2 separate regions of the Gossypium arboreum genome follow, and region 2 is linked to region 1. A link is a contact called in public Hi-C data. All regions are on one chromosome and are shown on one strand. The core of a region is the stretch at or near the end of the contact, and the rest is flanking DNA. Distances in the headings are between cores, read along the strand shown.

What was found. A called contact is a pair of places that touch in the nucleus more often than the background predicts.
Region 2: a Hi-C map of leaf shows a contact between it and region 1, with 2.4 times the contacts expected there. The contact joins the promoter of LOC108473883 here to the promoter of LOC108465267 in region 1. A contact is called at or near these places in 2 of 5 Hi-C or Micro-C datasets (both in leaf).

Annotation. Positions count from the first base shown.
Region 1 is chr11:16,418,451-16,422,112 of ASM2569848v2, reverse strand. LOC108465267 reads left to right here and starts at 2,393. Exons shown (of 4, transcript XM_017765588.2): 1 at 2,393-2,725; 2 at 2,803-2,900; 3 at 2,981-3,078. The coding sequence starts at 2,545.
Region 2 is chr11:16,548,961-16,552,677 of ASM2569848v2, reverse strand. LOC108473883 (phosphatidylinositol/phosphatidylcholine transfer protein SFH9) reads right to left here and starts at 1,989. Exons shown (of 15, transcript XM_053021530.1): 1 at 1,004-1,989; 2 at 598-916. The coding sequence starts at 1,010.

The sequences.
Region 1 (3,662 bases), core at 1,144-3,643:
TGAGAAAAGGCATCTATCAAACAGCCAAGGCGACAGATTTAATATTCTGCTTTGATCCTCCAAACACCCAAACTTGACGATCACGACCCCTTCCTTTAGAGCAACGAAATCGATCTCTTCTTTTGTATACCAAAGTGATCAAAAGACTCGGTACATCGCCTCTCGGTTTGGCACTTCTGCCGCCATTATCTTGCCTACAGCCCAAGATTCAAAACCTTGGACATTTTTATCACCGTTCGTGGTTATGATTTGTCCAGCTTCTTCCTCTGAAAATTTCAATTTCTCCAGGAGCTCATTTATTTCCTCCGTCATGGTAGACATATCATTCTCCGTCATGATAACACAGGTTGATCGATCACAAGCAAAACCAACAGGAACACAAAAGAAGAAACTCAAACAAAAGGCACTCCCCCAAGGTTCAAAAAAGAACAAAAGAGGCATCCACGAAGAAGGCCGTAAGAACCAGCAAGAAACAGCAAAAAAACTCGACAGGAACCAAGAAAGCAATCGATTTAAAGGAGATAACTAAAACAGGAAACAAAAGCACGTAAAACCCTGCATTTATGAAAAATACACTGTAATCAATGGACAAAAAGAAAACCTACTCTCATGCAGAAACATAAAAAGAACCTAAAAAACAAAAGAAATATATAAAATTCGGCCACCGTGGGACCCCCAACACACTAAAACAACGAAACCCAATAAAGCGATAAACAAAGGACAAAAAACCAAATAAAGAAAGCATAAAAAAATAATGAACAGTAATCGGAACAAAGTCACCGTAAGACACGAGACCAAGAGCACAGCAAGAACGTCAAGTCTGTCAGAACCCCTGTCAGACCCAATCCATCAATGTAAATGCACCGTTCGGCCACCAAACGAAACAACAGAATTAAAAAACTCAAAAGCAATCCTCACAAACACCGAACACACACTCAGACCCATCTCAAACTGCCATAATATTCAAGAGAATAAGGTAGACCCACGTGAGCGATTGTGCCTATAACTGTATTTAATATCAAAATTGGGTACTAAAATATCTAAATAAGCAGCACAAGGAAGGAAGAAATCAAAGGATTTGTTTTTAGGAGAAGAAGAGAGACAGTTGAGGATTGGATGCGATGTAAGTTACTTAATTACATCAATTAGGGCAAATTTGCTTCTAAGGCAGTAGTTTTTTCACGGCACAGTGGTTACTTCATTTTTATTTACGTTCTATTTATTTTATTCAGTTAGTGCTAACGAGTTTATTTTGCAGTAGTGTTATTTCTAACAGCTAGGATTGCAAAAGTTGCAACATTTTCAATGGTTGGTGGTAAAGGAGACGTTGCTAACAAATGTTGAATGGGTTAGGAGTGGTATGGCTAATGACCCAAGTTATTGTCTGTGTGAGGGTAGTGAAGAGACTATCATTCATGTTTTAAGTGATTGTCCTATTGCGGTTGGGACATGGTAGAGTATTTTGCCTCATCAGGCGACTCGAGATTTCTTTCGCTACCCTTGCAAAATTGGATTATTCAAAATTTGTGTCACTTCCAGGACACTGTCATGGTTAGGGTTAGTTGGTATGTGTTATTCAGTGTTATCCTATGGCGTTTATGGAAGCGGCGGAACCAACATGTTTTCGCTAATGATCTGGGTTGTTTTGGTGATGTTGTCAAGGAAAGCTTGTCATGGGCAAAGAATATTATGATTGCGGGTTTGGGAGATTGGGTTGGGGGGCTATGGATATTTCAAGTGCTGTTGCTTCGACCAGGGGTGTCCTCCGTGATTGGACCGGCTATTGGCTCATGGGTTTAGTCAATTTATTGGCATTGGTACAGTGTTGCAGGCAAAACTATGGGCAGTTTATAATGGTCTCTGAATTGCCTAAGAGGAGGGGTATAAAAATGTGTCGATTGAGAGTGATAATTTATTGTTGGTTCAACTGTTAACAAAGTGTCATGCTAGAGCTAGTTCCCTTTCTTTGGTGCAAGACATTAAAGGCTTATGTGCTCGTGATTGGCAAGTTTCGTTTGGGCATGTGTTTGGGGAAGCGAATAAAGTTGCAGATGTTTGGTGATGGCGTTGTTGGGTTGCAGCGTTTTACTAAACCCCCTATTACTGTTCAGGCAGGCATGGAGGATGATGTAGCTGGTGGTGTTGGGCACCGACTGGCTTGAGCCTGCTGTGTGCTGTTTCTTTAGGTGTTAGACCTCCTTTATTTATTAAAAAAGTTAAAAAATCCACGAGAGAAAGAAATTTTTAATAATTAAATATAAAAATAATGAGCACACGGCACACCTAAAACAACATGAAACCAAAATGGGAAATAATTTAATCTACGTTTGGATAGAACAGTTAAAATCCATAGCTAACATTTATCTTATAATGGGCTTATAATAGTAAAGTATGCGAAGAGTTAGTGACTAATATACACTTTGTAAACAAACAAAATAATTAATAAAGCGAAGTAAATCTTTGTGAAACTACTAAATAATCTTTGACTAAAAATCTCTGAAAAAAAAAGCATCTCAAATCAAAGCATCCCGACCAGACAAAACAATGAATCTTTCGTCGTGGTTTCGCCGCAGTGTTTCAAGGAACAGTAAAAACCACAAAAACCCACCAGGTCAACCTCAACCCCACCACCAAGAACAAGAAGAATTTCTTGGAATTACCCAACAATTAATCGATCATGTCAAGTCTTTTACTTTAGAAACCTTCAAGAATTTCCCTATCCAAGGTACTTCCCGTCTTTTTTCTTTCGCTTTGGAAATTTCTAAAGAGAAAATTGGTTTGATTGAAGCTTATGGTGTTCAGATGATGGTGACATTGAAGCCCAAACTTCTTATAATGTGCGTAAAGATCTTTCTGATTGGCAAGAGCGTCATGCTGTCTTAGTGCTTTCTAAAGTGAAGGTTTGGGGTGTTTTTTTTTTTTAAACCTTTTTTCCCTCTTAATAATTTATAATTATTGTTCTATTCTTCTTTTTTTCCAGGAACTTTCACAGCTTAGATTCAAGCTATGCCCTCGTCATTTGAAGGAGGAAAAATTTTGGAGGATATATTTCATGCTTGTCAATAGCTACGTGGCTGAGTAAGTTTTACATTTTTTTTCATGATAATTAGTAATTTAGAACAAGGAATCTGTGCATATATTGTTGCTTTGTGGATTTGAATCTGAGCATGATTTTAGATGCCTATATGATATTGCCATTCTCTCATCAGATATATCCTTCAAACATTTGCCAACACATTCTTTGTATTGACCTTTCGTTTTGTGAAAATTTATTTCTTGAAAGAAATTCTTGAATTCTGTTTCACAGTACATGCTTATTACATACATGCTAGCATTTCGTGACAATGCACAAACGTAGCCATTGTGTCGCTATTCTTGAAAATATAGAAATTACTGTCAAAGTGAGCGCTAGCTGTTCGGAGATCTAAAGCCTGTTTAAGGATGCTAGTGGAGATCCGTAGAATGTAACGCCATGATGTGGCTTTTCTTACGTCTTCAAGATGTCCTAAGCGGATGTGTGATTTTGTTTTCTAGGGTTGCACCCGGAAGTTTGAATTAGTTTTTACAGTGCTTTTTAGTTGATTACTGATTTCTTTGCTGTCTTTAATCATGTTTATTATGAATAGAACTGATATATCATGATTATCCTCCTATTGCACCGA
Region 2 (3,717 bases), core at 740-3,239, 130 kb before region 1:
AGATTATGAAATTGTTAAGTGGAATTATCCGCTTTGGGTTTCTGTGGTCTTATATTCAAATTGAGCCCTCCATCTATTTCCAGATGTTTTAGGTTGCATTCTGATATAGTATCTGAGCCAAGGATTGTTATGTTCTTCCTGCCTAACCCTATATAAGGTTGAAAGCCACTTGCAAGGCTATCCACATGTAAGCCTGTTAAGCTACAGGCAAGGGGAGTGTCAAGTAGTACAATCACACCTCTACAAAGTGTTGGGAATTATTACAGGTCTTATGTTCAAGTTGGACCCACCAGCTACCGTCAATTGGATGTTTGACAAAAGTAATAAAAAATTACCAAGGAAAGACCACAGAAAATTATGAAAATTAGAGAACAAATGGAAAATGTTGTTCACAGCAATAAACATTTATAAAATCTTCTTAAAGTCAATTGATGGGTAGCATTATTCAAGCTATCATTTGTAAATTTTAAAACAGCACATGTTTGGCTCAAAGGAATGATCTCATCTCTTATCAACATGGTTAATGCGAAGTGCCTACGCAAATGAATAACATAACTTCCTTCCAGAAACTGCAGTACAAGTCTACTGGTTGTTTACCTTAACAAGGTGTAGTAATCATCATGACGTGGGGGAAGCTGGTCCTTTGCAAGCAACGCCTGGCGAAAAGCTTTGACAGCCTTTTCCTCCTCCCCATCCCTTACATCCTCGATAGAAATTGCAGTGTATTTGCAATCAGACACGCGTCTGCCACGCTTCTTAAGGCTATGAGTTAGCTTCGTCGAAGCAGTCATCGCTTTCTTTTTCAGAGATCTCCCTCGTCCCCTCCTCCCTTTGTCGTCTTCAGACGTCTCAATATCCAAATTCGCATCCTTGCTAAACTTCTCACTTTCTTCAAGTGCAATTAACTCTCCTGGAACTATTAAAGAAATTGAAAAATCAATCCACGAATCACCATTTTGATCTCGAATTTGAACAAAAGTCAGTAAAATTAAACATAACTTACCAGGCATTGTAATTTTACCCTCGATCAAGATCAGAATTGTATCTGCAACCAAACAGAATCTGAAAATCTCAGAAATAACAAAAGAAGGTAGTTTTACATGGTAGAAAAACTTTCAGATCTGTTCGATTCTCTTTTACAGCTCGTTGTTGTTAAAAAAAACAACGAAATTGACCAAAAAAAAAATCAAGCGGAAATGGACAAAAAGGACATGAATCGGCATACAGAGAGAAAAAAAAAAGATTATTACTAGTCAGAAACAGGACCGAAATTAAATTACGTCAGATCCAACAACGAATATCAAAACAAACACAATTAAAAGAAGAAAAAAAATCCTCCAAGGAATCATTAATGTATCAATAAATAACAATAAAGTTTATGAAAATATATATCCAAATATACCTTGAAAAAAAAACGTATTCACTTCACACGAATTGAACGAAATTAAATTCACGAAAAACAGATGATTGAATTTCTCAGATTCTCTCGTTATTCTTTATGTACGAAAATATTTTTTTATATATAATAATCGAAACCATGTATAAGAGGATATGAGCAAAAGCCACTACTTTAGGAGGTTACAAGGGCGGGCTTTTTCTCTCTATCGTTTTCAGAATAAAATAATTATTGGTGTTTTTTTTTTTTTCCCTCTTTTGGGTTAGTTAGCTTGGGAACGTAGCAGAGGCGTGTCGTTGTCAAAAAAGGTTTTTTTTCTTAGATTATTTTAAAAAGAAATCATCGTTTTCGGAGAGCGAAATTGGAAGTTGAAACGTAGTAACGTAGCGTGAAACCGCCGCTTCAGCTACTCAAGTGGCGGAGATTCCGACGACGACTTAACATTTGCTTTGGGCTTTATTCCTAAAGAGAGAGGGAAGCGGGGTTTCGACGGTTAGCTAATGGAGGATGAGATTAGAGATGGTTAGGTGCAAAGGAACAAAGGCAAATGGGAAACTGATTTTATTTACTTGTGTATTTGTACTACTTATACACAAGGAAAACCAATAGAAAACGTTTGGCATCAAACATCTCATATGCCACGTGGGTTTAGCTTTTGTCATTTTCTTAAGTTATAATAAATCATGTGATAAAATCTCAAACTCTACGATGTTAGAAATTTGTGTTATTAAAATGTCAAATAATTATCTTATTATTTAAATGTTTTACTAAATTTGTTTCACTTATTTCAAAAAATTATTAAAATTTACTCTTTTACAAAAATAAAAAATGTTACAAAAATATATTTGATGCGTTTAAATTTAAGTCTATATGATTTTTAACATCTCAATATTATGATTTTAACTAAAGTTAAATTTTTTTATAATAATTTTAATAAAATTTTAATTAAAGTTTAATTTATTTTTATAATAATTTTAATAAATATATTTGTTATAGAACTTTTTCACATATATCATGGCGTGTCATAATCTAATATTTAAAATTAATTTAAAACAGCGCTTAAAACTTCCACTTAACCGTAGATGAAAAGGGTTCAAACTTCAAAGCATATCTCCCCCTCTCTAATGTTTTAATGATAAAAATAATAATCTTATCTTATTAATCGTTATAAGTATAACTCTTTAACAAAATTAAGAATTTCACATACTTTTCTTATTTAATTTTTATTTTAAAAATTTTATTTGTGAAATTATAATTTTGTAGATATATTGATATTATTGGATGTAATTAGAGTTGTCCATGGGTCGGGTTCGAGTTGAGCCAAGTAAAAATTAATGCTTGTTTTCTAGGCCCAACTTTGTAAAATGGGCTTAAAATTTTACCTAAATTTGACTCGGATAAAAATATTAAAACTCGAGCCTGGTTTAGCTCGTCGATATTAAAATTTTTATATAAAATAAATTTAAAAATATAATACATCAAATACATTAATAACATTAAAATAAATGTTTCCCAATAAATGGAAAAAATTAAAAAAATATTCTTAAATAACACTAAGATAAGTGCAATCTAGCAAACAAATATCTCTATATTAGTGGTAAATTTAATAATAAAATAAAAGTTATACAATATCCAAACAATAACATCAAAATAGTAGTAATATAATAGCGAAATGATAGCAAAACAATGAAAACACAGTGGCAAAATAGTAAAAAAATAACATCAGGTTTTATTTTTTTACAAATTCAGGCTGGGCTAAGCTCGGGCTAGAAAAGTTTACCCAAGACCCGACCCATTTTTCTTATCCAAGCCCATTTTTTGGGCCGATATTTTTTCTTAAACCTTCCCACTTTTCAGGAAGGCCTTAGGGCTGAACTAGATGTAATGAAAAGATATTACACTTTTAAAGGGAGAACTCATATTCAAACCGTAAAGATGATGTTCTTAGATATTTAAGAACATCAAGAATACCTAAACTCCACACACACACAAAAAAAAAAAATCAATCATCACGAAAAAAATTAATTTTCTTTTTAAAATTACAACTTACAAATATATCAGTTATTTCAACAGAATATGGCGGAATGAGTTATAAGTTTCTAATCTTATTTGTGAAATTAAAAATTTTGTGAAAAATTCTTTTGTTCTAAATTACAAGTATATTGGTGATTACAATATGTATATATATCCTTTGTAGTATGGTTTTCTTTTGGGTTTCTTTGGCAATTGTTGTATTCTTTCCCTCTAAACATTTGTTTCTTTCTGTTTTGGTTGGCATGTAGCAGATTTATAAAGGTTTATAATTCATGAGCGACAATTGT